Linked DNA regions of Sparus aurata: region 2 is linked to region 1. A link is a contact called in public Hi-C data. All regions are on one chromosome and are shown on one strand. Each heading gives the region's core, a stretch centred on a gene start, on an enhancer-like site or on the middle of the called end of the contact. The rest is flanking DNA. Distances are from core to core; before and after follow the strand shown. Region 1 holds the start of hcrt (hypocretin (orexin) neuropeptide precursor). Region 2 holds the start of stat5a (signal transducer and activator of transcription 5a).

What was found. A called contact is a pair of places that touch in the nucleus more often than the background predicts.
Region 2: a contact with region 1 is called in a Hi-C map of an unstated tissue, with 5 times the contacts expected there. The contact joins the promoter of stat5a here to the promoter of hcrt in region 1. A contact is called at or near these places in 2 of 2 Hi-C or Micro-C datasets (skeletal muscle and an unstated tissue).

Annotation. Positions count from the first base shown.
Region 1 is chr23:21,967,137-21,972,619 of fSpaAur1.1, reverse strand. hcrt (hypocretin (orexin) neuropeptide precursor) reads left to right here and starts at 2,447. Exons shown (of 2, transcript XM_030407441.1): 1 at 2,447-3,319; 2 at 4,372-4,890. The coding sequence starts at 3,236. The coding sequence ends at 4,734. It overlaps LOC115575401 (inactive phospholipase C-like protein 2), which reads left to right. Exons shown (of 6, transcript XM_030407439.1): 6 at 253-2,157. The coding sequence ends at 705.
Region 2 is chr23:22,101,549-22,107,031 of fSpaAur1.1, reverse strand. stat5a (signal transducer and activator of transcription 5a) reads left to right here and starts at 3,287. Exons shown (of 20, transcript XM_030406724.1): 1 at 3,287-3,440.

The DNA of each region.
Region 1 (5,483 bases), core at 1,198-3,697:
TCAGCCAAGGACAGCAAAGAGCAGCAGTTGTCGGTTCCTCTGCTGCCTCCTCTGTTTTTGGAGCTACCTTCGAATTCTGGCATTTATTTTACAAATGTATAACTTCCTGATACATTAGAGTACAGCACAGTTTTCCATGTGTAAAAGCTGCCTTGAGGGAATGCATATCAAAGATGTTTTCTGTTATTTCTGTGACCTTAAAATCGTATCATCTGATACGTGTTGTTGACTCTCTTTCTGTCTCCATATCAGGGCCAGGCAGACCTGCTGAAGCACGCTAAGAGCGAGGCCCTGGACACTCTGCGTCAGATCCACTGTGCAGCTCAGTCCTGTGGGCTCAGTAAGAACGGAGCGTCTTCCCCCCAGCTCCAACACCACCCGCACCACCAGCCGCAGCAGGTCCAGATACAGCAGCAGCCTCCGGCTAAGCCCTACCCACAGCCCCCACCGCTGCATCAGCCCCAAGCTCAGCCCATATCCCACACCGCACCACAGGCTTATCTCCATCCCCTTCCCCAACAAAACCCCCAGCTACCAGCTCTCCCTCTGGTTCAAACTGTTTCAAAACCACCTGCGTATCCTCAACCCCCACCCATCCCCCAGCTCCAGTATCAGTACCAGAGCCAGCAGCAGAGGGCAGCAGGTCCTCTGGACACCCTCCCCGAGAAAGAGACGGCCGGCGAGGATCCTGTGGGATCCTGCTGACCCGCAGCCTGTGCCCACAGAGAAACTGACCCAAAGAGAGACAGAGAGAGCGAGGTAGAGACGGAGAAGCAGCAGGGCGTAGACAAAAAGCAGGAGGCCAGCATAGACAGGGAGATGGAGGAGGTGGCGGAGAGGATTAAAGAGATGATGATGCTGAGGAAGGCTCGTCGCGTTAGAAGTGAAACACAAGTCTGAAAGGAGAAAATAAAGAGAGACCTCACACTTCAGTAACACGTTTCCAAAGGGGTAGAAAAAACTGGAAGAGCTAATGTTTACTTTTCTCGCCGATGTGGAAGATAATCTTCCATCTGAGCCAAGAAGTTTAGGTCTCCTCTGTTTTCTCTTGCGCGTTCACAAACTTCTGGCGTGTGCTACTGCATAGGACTGTGTTGAGCAGACGGATCAGTGAGTTAGATGTGTCTCTCTCTGGGCAGTGCTAGTTACATGCCCCTCCACTATGTACTCTAGCTCTGTGGGTACAGGCTTTACCTCACATTGGCATTTTCTGTCACATATTGCCTTTTGGTTTCCAGAGACTCCTTGGCATGTCTTTGAGCTTTTATTTTGTCACGCTCACACTCCTCCCCCCCCTACATTTGAACCATAATGTTAAGTACAAACCCCCCACCCCCCCACTCCTTTTTCATTTTTAGAGCAGCTCGACCAGGCTGAGCTCTGTAGGAGTCACAGACGACCATTACAGCACAAACCAGGGAGCTGTAGGGATGAGATAGGGGAATAAAAAAAAAAAAAAAAAACTGCAGCTGTTTGTGCGTTCAGTCACATCGATGCACTTCTCGCACCCTTCGCCGCCGTCGCCCTCCATCGAGCCCCCACACATCTCCGGTGTCATTCCTTAGGATTTAAGTTCTCCGGCATTCCTGGACTCTCCCCCAAATGGGTCTCCCCGTCTCCTCCCCAGGGGCTGTGTGTGTGACGTTACGTGACTTGGTGTTTCGGCCCCCAGGGTGGAGCTGGCCCACGTCCGAAAAAGTGGCGGAGCTCACCAGCCAATCACAAATGTTATATGTGACCCCGGCCTGTTAGAGGTCGAGGGTCAACAGGAACATGGTACTGCTGTCGATAAAAACCACAAAATAAAATGGATATAGATGTAAACTGTATGTAAAATGTAAAAGGAACATATATTGCTATAATAATTCTTGCAGACATGGACATTAATGATTGCTATTATAATAATTGTTGTTAGTTCTATTGATATTCAGATTCTTTTTTTAACAGTAACTTCCGCATAGACAGTGATTTGACACCTGTTGTTCTGTGGTGCCGATCAGGACAACCAGTGCATGTGGGACCGGAACGAGGGATTACGGGTTAGTGCCACGAACATGAGGGTCAAAACAATAACCTGACATGTGTTTCACTGCAAAGTGAGTGTGGATTCTGTAAAAGCTCCTTTAAGTGGCCCATTAAAACTGGCTTCATTGTTTATCCTGTCTCCTCTCATTCATTCCTCTTTAATGTCTATAACAAGGAAGTGAAATATGCCCGTTTAGTCATTCAGCAGTTTACCAATCGGCACGTGGAGCGACATTTTTGCTGAAAATACTTTAAGTAACGCAGGATTCACATTCACAGAATGGCTTTTTCGATTGCATTCATACGGACGTCACGGGCTCTTTGGAGCATTTTGAAAGCGGCTGTGACGGCGAACCCCAAGCAAATCAATAAAGCCTTCCAAAAGCTTTATCGATTCCTTTTTGACGCACTGCGATGCACTTGTTAATTCTGCCGATCTAAAATTCTTTTGTTCTGAAGAAACGAGAAGTAGGCCGTTTATCATATCACGCATGAGTTTGTCTATTTAGAGCAGTGCTCCCTGTTGTCCATAAGATGGCAACAGATATTAAGTAAGTGGCTGTGAGGAAGAAAGGAAGAGAAGCAACAATCTGAAAGTCAATGAATGCTTTCAAATGATTTTTGTCATCCTGCTATGTCGACTAATGAGAGAGACAGTTTATAAAGCCGACAGTATAACAAGAAATGAGCCTACTCCAAGTTTTGGGTGTCATGGATCCGTCAACCCTGCTCACGTCATCAGCACACACTTTTTGTAGGAGCAAGAAAAACACACAAAACTGCTCTTGGTGTGTCTTAGAGGAAAAAAAGCCCCCAGAACCTCATTAGCATGGCTTTTGAAATAGCTTGTCATTACAAACTGAGAAAGGGCATCCGGGCGTTCTCTATATTTATATTATAGAACTCATAGGATACATTAGCTAATTAACTTGTGTCCGTCAGCACTCATTATCATGGCATGTCCTCGTAGACCTTTGGCATGCGGCCACAAAGAAATACCTGCAGTTCGTCAAAGGTCCAGAGAAGTGCCTAGGAGATGATCTACCTCAGGAGACTAATTAACGGCAAAGAGCTAGACATCAGCCCTTCAAATGAGCAAGAGAATTATTGGTTGTGTTTGTGGTTGGCCCTCAGTGACGTCCATCGGTGTGGACATCACAGAACAATATAAAAGACACTTGTCATTTTCCCCGGCACATCAGAGGATCAGATGACTCCACCTCACACTGGCCAGAAGATGATGTGGCTCCCCACCAGTTTCCAGAAGGCTACTGGGATGGACACGTCTAACAGGGTAAGACAACCCGAGTTAGATTTTTTTTTTTTTAAATCTAAAAACTAGTGAGGAATTTGCAAAATCACTGTTTTAAAAGTTGTATTAGTGTAGGAGTTTGTTTGTGACCTTGTCTTTTTACTTCTATATCAATTTTTCTCAAGAATTGTTTCCTTCACATTTCCACATTATTTTGACCTCATCAAGACGGAGGTAGAAGAGGTAGAAGTATTTTGATACATTTGTTGTGTTTCTACGTATCAAAAGTTTATGTACAAAAAACAACATATATATATATATATATATATATTGCATTTGTAATGAGTACTTGACATCAGAGATTTCACTTTATGTTTAAAGTGGTTTTTTATTTTATTTTAGGCATCGTAATGAGGGAAGTGCGGATGGCAGAGTAGATAATCAAAGGAGGAAAAGGTCGATAAACTTCCTGAGCAGGCATCAGGCGTTTTATTCAGTGACTTTAAATAGTATTTCCGCTTTTTTGTTCTTCTATCAACATAAACAAAAATAATAATTTTTCTGAAATTTAGGCAGATCAGTAAAACCAGATAATCTACTATAGATGCACATGACATGCATTTAACAAAACAAAATGCATTTTATTAGCTTGGAAATGATTTTGTTATGTAATACCACTATGACAAGAGATTAAGGTATTAGCATGTAAATGTCAGTGAGATATTAATAGAGATTAAGTGATGATCCATGTTCTTTGTGTGTAGATCAATAATCGTGTGTAGTACCATTACCCTAACAGCTGGTCCTGCTGAGACTCTGTGTATCCATGACTCAAGACTGGGATTGAATTGTGTTTATAAATATAAATGAGCATCATCTTATTATGAATTCAGTTTTTATTCTTAGGAGTTTGTCTATCCATCCCTGATTCAGGCTTCTGTATTAATTGATCAATAAGAACTGCTCAGCAGCTTGTAATACATGTGTAAAACATACTTATTAAAAAAGATTGACATTTCAAAGACATGCAGATAAATAATTCTGTTCCTGTCGTCATCTTGTATCAGTATGAACACATCTCTTTTGCCCAGCAGAAGGTCCTGGTGCTGGTGTTGATGTTGCTGCTGTCTCAACTGGCATGTGATGCTCACAGCATGTCTGAGTGCTGCAGACAACCAGCCCGCTCCTGTCGCCTCTACGTGTTGCTGTGTCGCTCTGGCAGCAGGACCTCAGGGGGACCGCTGACCGGAGACGCCGCCGCCGGCATCCTCACTCTGGGTAAACGCAGAGACGAAGAGGATCGCCTGCAGAGCCGACTCCACCAGCTCCTCCATGGCTCCAACCAGGCAGCAGGGATCCTGACCATGGGGAAGAGGACTGAAGAGAGGGCGGCGCAGCAGTACATGGACTGGATGTCTCAGTCAGGAACTACCATCACAACGCCTGTGCTGAGCTAAATACTTCATTGTGAGAGAGTATGGGACTTATTTAGTGAATTTATAAAATGTACATTTCTGTCGTGTAGAAAACAATTTTGTGATTTTCTTTGAATAGTGCCTTTTTGAATGTGGTGCAGGAAACATGTGAAATATTGTACATATATGGAGACGACATTGTGGTGTAATAAAAAAAAAAGTAACGCTGTCAACACATCTTTGGGTTTCCTTGGATTAGAGCTAAACATTTCTTACAGGTTATATTAAGGAAGCGCTCAGAATCCATCAGCTTCCTGACATCACTGAAGCATTTGACAACAAGCAGATGCAAGTAGCTGATGTTGTGTCAACCTGACTGAAATCAGGTTTTTCTTTTTTTACTCTAATTCTTTCCTATATAGAGTCTATTACTGTGACAAAAAGGCTGAGAATCAAAAAACTTCAAGGTGCAACAGGTTGATTTAAAACTGTGTCGGTTTTAGGAAAAAGAATACAGGATGTCTGTAACTTGTAGGGATTAAACTCTCTAAAGAGCGAGACATTTTTTCACTTGGTTCAAAATCTAAAGAGCAGCTGGAAACTGCCTACAGTGACCTTAAGTCCACTTCCAAAGTGCAGTTTGGGCGATATGAGAATTGTTGTTCCTCCCCCACTCCCCAATTAACTGGTGCAGTTACACCGAATCAAAGCCCAGCATCTCAGCTCCTGCTTGAAAGCGGATCACAGTGTGAGAGTAAAGAAGACCACAAGATGGTGCTGATATGATTAAA
Region 2 (5,483 bases), core at 2,038-4,537, 130 kb before region 1:
TCTACAAAAAACATCAAGGCTAACTGACATGCAACACAGAAAATCAACACAATGCGGCAATTTTTTATTGGTATCTAAACAAAATCCAAATAAAATTCCAGAGTTTGAGAGAATAAAGGTGGTGATGAAGAGAAGGGAAAAAAACTGTAAGAGGGCCTTTAGATTTATAATTGCTGCTGATTGGAAATAATTGCATTTTTTTTTTTCAAAAGGCAGTATCAGCCGTAATCTGAAAGGTTATTTTTTCGTGTAGTTGCTGTAATTGGAATGCTATATATGCACAAGAGGTGACCTGTCATTGCACTTCCCATTTTCACTTTGAGTCCAACGAGCTGTGCCTGTTTCTGCCTCAGATGACAGATTTCTTGATTAGGGGATCGCTGGACTTCCCTGACTGGAAATTCCATGTTAGCACGTGTGCAGCTCCACTACATCTTCAGCCATAATGTTGCACTGATGCCATCAGCACGAGCGTGACGGCCGGGATTCCCATGGGTCCGTCTGGAGAGTACGTGACAGCTGAGATAAAGCGGCAGTGACAGTAAGGAAGCAGTTTCTGCATCACTTGGCCTCTCTGCTCCACACTGCTTGCTTGCTTTCGTGTGACTTGTTTGTCTCGGTGATAGGAAATGAACACAGTGGTTTGAGGAGAAGAGGGGGTGTGGAGATGTACAGTTATTACCGTCAGCAGCTGCTGACTCAGCTGTCTGAGGAAGCAACTGTCAGCCTTTGGTTGATGCCTGCAGCCTATCAATCTGAAGAATCGATGGAGCTTCAACAGGGTGCAGTGTGTGTGTGTGTGTGTGTGCGTGTGTGTGTGTGTGCGTGCATGCGCGTGGGGACCGGCTCGGCTGGCTCTGTGTGTGTGTGTGTGTGTGTGTGTCTGAGAGAGAAACTGCTAATATGAATGATGACTTTTGACATAGATGTGGGAAAATGAAGTCATTTATTTTCTGCAGCATGACACGGGGGGGGATTTTCAGTTTAATTACTGTCAACAGCAACATTGAAAACAAACTGTGGACTTTTTTGTCTGATTAGACACACATGACACAGATTCTAACAAAGTACATTATGAGGTACTCTTAATCAAATAATAATGTCCCATCTCATAAAAGTTAGTGTCCGGGCTGCTCTATATTTTATGCTGACTGAATTTGGGTAGACAAGTTGTGGTAATTTTGTAATGATTCAAAGCAAATTCACTTGTCAGTTGTGTTTTAGTTTATGTAACTTCATCATAACTCCTGTTCTACTGAATTCTCTGGTTGAGGCATAAATTCAGCTGGAGGTCACACGCTGTATATTCTTCATCTACAATTCAATCTACCTAAAATATCCAGTTTATTTATTGAAGCTTTGACATATTATTACTGTTTAATGTCGGCTGCAACTGTGTCTGATGAAGCTACTTTGTTTCTTCAGCAATGAAATCTCTCCCAAAAAGCTTTTTGAAATGAAAGACTGAATTCAGTACTGACCTTTATCATCGTGAGCAATGTTTTCATTATGATGAAAGTAAACAACCGTGACTTAATCTCAAAATGCGGCCTACTGAAGACACACAGCAAGTTTTCATCTTGTGAGCTTTCTTCAAAGTGTGAAACTGAAGGGGAACAGGAGAGTTTTAGGGTGAAACAATGCATGCTGGGAAGGTCATTAAAGCTAATAAGCTAATAAGATGATCATGTGCCTACAGATTGTAGTCTGTACTGGGTCTTCATTCAACTCATTTAAGTCCTAATCAAGTTAGCAGAACTCGAGTTTATAACTTCAGTGAATCAGTCTGAAAATAAAATAGTTAAATCAATTTGAACTAAACTGTTAAGCCCATGAGAAAAGAATGGAATAGAACAATGTTCTTTGTGAAGAAGGAAGACATTTTGATACCAGACAGAAATCATAATTATATTCTAGTTTTGTATGTGATTTTATTCTTATTTCTACCTTACAATACACACACTCTTCATACTCGAGCTAATCCTCCTGCAAACACCACTGCACGCAAGCATGTTGATACCACGGCTTTAACTTGTAAAAGGAGAATTTACCAGCGTTTTAATAAAGTCAGGGATCAAAACACTTTTCTCCAACAATCATCATGTGCTCACATCGCGGCCTTGACAACAATGTGTGGCTCTCATGTGTCTGCATGTGCCTCAGGCCAACACTATCCTCTAATTAATTTTGGCAGGTTTATCTTTGGTTCCTGTCACCACATCTCCCCTGTGTGTGTGTGTGTGTGTGTGTGTGTGTGTGTGTGTGTGTGTTTGTGCGTGCATTAATTTAAATGTATCTAGCTCACACATATGGTCCCTGAACCCTGAACCAACAAGTCTGATTTTGTGTGATTTTCAAGTAAAACATTTTTTAAAAAAAATAAATACTAGATCCGTTTTGTACCAGACGGCGTCGCTGTTCTCCAGACTGAGGGCGACAGATTTGGGCGCGATGCTCTTGAGTTGGATTGAAGATTGAATGCACATTAGATTGGATTTAATCTAATCAACCGGTCTGCCTCTAAAGTAAGTGCGGCAGACAAACAGCTCTGATCACAGCGAGCCAGAGAGAAGTGATTCTGAGATCAGCGACCTGCACCAAATTGTGCTCTCACTTTTTATCTATCTATGCACAAAATATGAATAATAATTATCAGTAGTAGTATTGTAATTATTATTCAGTATTTATTATCATAGTTTTTTATGAGCATTTTTAATATTTAACATGATGCTGCACAACGCTGACAGTCAATTCAGACAATGTCAACAGAAATAATATGCGATTTAAAAAAAAAATCAACATAAGATACACATGATATAAAATGAAATAATAAATAATGTTTCTGCAGATACAGAAGATGTTAATAATTGTCTTAATATTAATATTAAAACATTATAATACTACTATTATCATCATTATCATAATTTATAATTTGAATAGCGAACATAAATTAAAAAAAAACTAGAAAAATAAATGCTGATTAATTTAAAGATACTTATAAAATGAATAAATAGACAGCCGGGTTCAGCAGATACAACACGTGACAACGCGGTGTCTCTTGTTTTTATCGCCTCCTCCGGCCTGAAGCCACCGCTGCTCTCCCAAACCGATCGATGATCAGCGGGACAGAAATCTGCGGAAAGTGTTGAACCCTGTCAGACGTTCAAGAGCCACCGGAAGTGGGCGGTTTATGCGTGTGTGTGTGTGTGTGCGTGTGTGTGTGTGTGTGTGTGAGAGAGAGAGAGAGAGAGAGAGAGAGAGAGAGAGAGAGAGAGTGAGTGAGAGAGAGAGAGAGAGAGAGAGAGAGAGCGAGCAGTGAACTAAAGCGAACTGTTGCAAACTAGACGGCTGACTGAGCGGCGGACTGACCGGGAGATCCTGTCGCAGCCTCTGCTTCGCGTTTTATGAGCACGGACAGCAGCTCGGGTCGCTCCACGGAGGTAAGGCTGACACTTTTCCACGTCTTTTTCCACACTGTGTGTCGTGTGAACGTGGAGGGGGGGTGAAAGTCCCCCGTTGCGCAATGAAGAGTCTTGACAGCGCTTTTGTAAACAAACTGCGAGTGTGGCACCGCAACGGAGGAAAGAAACCCCGCACACGGATGCGTGGAGTAAACAATTTCACGTCGGGTGGGAGGGGGGGTTAGGTTTTTTTTTTTTTTTTTTTTTTTCTTGCGACTTCTTCCCTGAACACTGTTGAATCAACAGGCAGCTCCCCCTTCCTATAATAACCTCCACGGACTGACGGCGTGTCTCTGGTGGCCATGAGCGCGCTGTCACTGCCTTTGCCGCATGTGGCTTCTGTGTTAAACTTGTTGGATTCTCGCTGCCTTTCTGCTGTAAAGTGTGAGTTTATCTCCCGGCGTGACCCACACGAGGCGTTCAGGTGCCAAGCCAGCTGAAATTGGACCATGACGATAACCTGTGGCAGCTCTCACAGCCTGCGTTGACAGGCGCTGTCTTGTAAATGAGCGCTCTACAGCTCTCATGAGCCTAATAGCGGTGTGATGGGAACGCTTTACGAGTCTGACAGGTGAGAGAGTCTGAGAGCTTTTGTTCAGCACCGTCCTCAACTCTGCCGCGTGCGAGTCCAGTTTGAGTCACTTTCATCAAGAATCTGGTGGATATTTCTTTTACTCCACAGCTCAGAGAGGGATCTTGTCCTCTGTGCTCATGTACAGATTAAGACTTCACACGCAGAGATGGATATTCAGGGCTCAGGTCCACTCTAGTTGCACTGGTGCGCCTAACTTTTTTTTTCTTTTCTTATTTAGGTGCACCAGCACATCATTTAGGTGCTCCCAGCTTCTTAACACGTGATGTAAAATAATTGCAAACAGGAAAAACTGTGACAAAAATTAACCTTTGTCTCTGCACTGGAGCACCCCGGTATGAGTTTTGCATCACAGTTTTCATTTTCTGGTGTGGAAAAAGCTATTGATCATCTGATGAGTCTGTGAGATTTGTAGGATCTGCCTGTACGTCATTAAAATGCTGTTTTTAACACACATTGATGAAAACATTGCAGCTTTCCTCGCAGCTTCTGCAGTTTGGATGTTATAGTTCCACATATTCGCGATAAAATCTCAATTAATTGTTCAGCCGTAATTACTTTGGTTCAAACGACGGCAGCAGGTTAATTGTTTTGGTCCGGCTGTAACATAAAATAAGCTCCTTGAAATATGATTAAACGTGTTTTTTGAATGGGTGCTTTCACGTTTGGTCTTTAAAATAAAGACACATTTACTGTTGAAACAAGAAGTGAACTACACCTTTTTTCCACCTTTTTTCTTACACAGCCGATATGCAGATTTCCTAGCAAAAGCATGAACATTAATAATAAGAATGTGGGACTAGAATGGGACTCAGTAGACCCATTCCAGTCTACCTCTGCCAATACCCACAGTAACCGCTAACCTAATATCAAACTCAAGAGCTTGACTGCCATAACCTCTTGACCATAATTTAAAGGTCCTGTTTTTGTGTGATATTTGTTTTTTGAGTCTCATTCTGAGCTTGTCAATTACTGACGCTTTGGGCTTTCCAGGTCTCCAGTTACTGACGCTTTCGATTGATCGGTCGGGTCGGTCACCAACCAAGAGAATCAATATTTGACGGGTTGGGATTGAAACCCAAAAAACGTACAAGTTGAACCTTTTAAGCTCACCAGATGTAGGGCAACAACACAACTTCCTTGGTGGATGCGCTAAACCTCAAAAAACAAGCACAGGGTATTTAAGGTCTCTCAGTATTGAACTCCATAAAATTTAGTTTCGGTCCCTGTGGCAATATTTAAGTTCCTCAAAACAATCACAAAAAGGGTCACTGTCATTTCGCACCCCAGAGCTCCACACAGACCCACAGTAAGCCTTTATACTACAATTATTGTTTTTAGGAATGTGGCTTAAGAAGAAAGAACAAATGTTTTTCTCCGGAGAAAGATGTAGTTTTATGGTATTTATAGTAGCGCGTATATTGCTATGA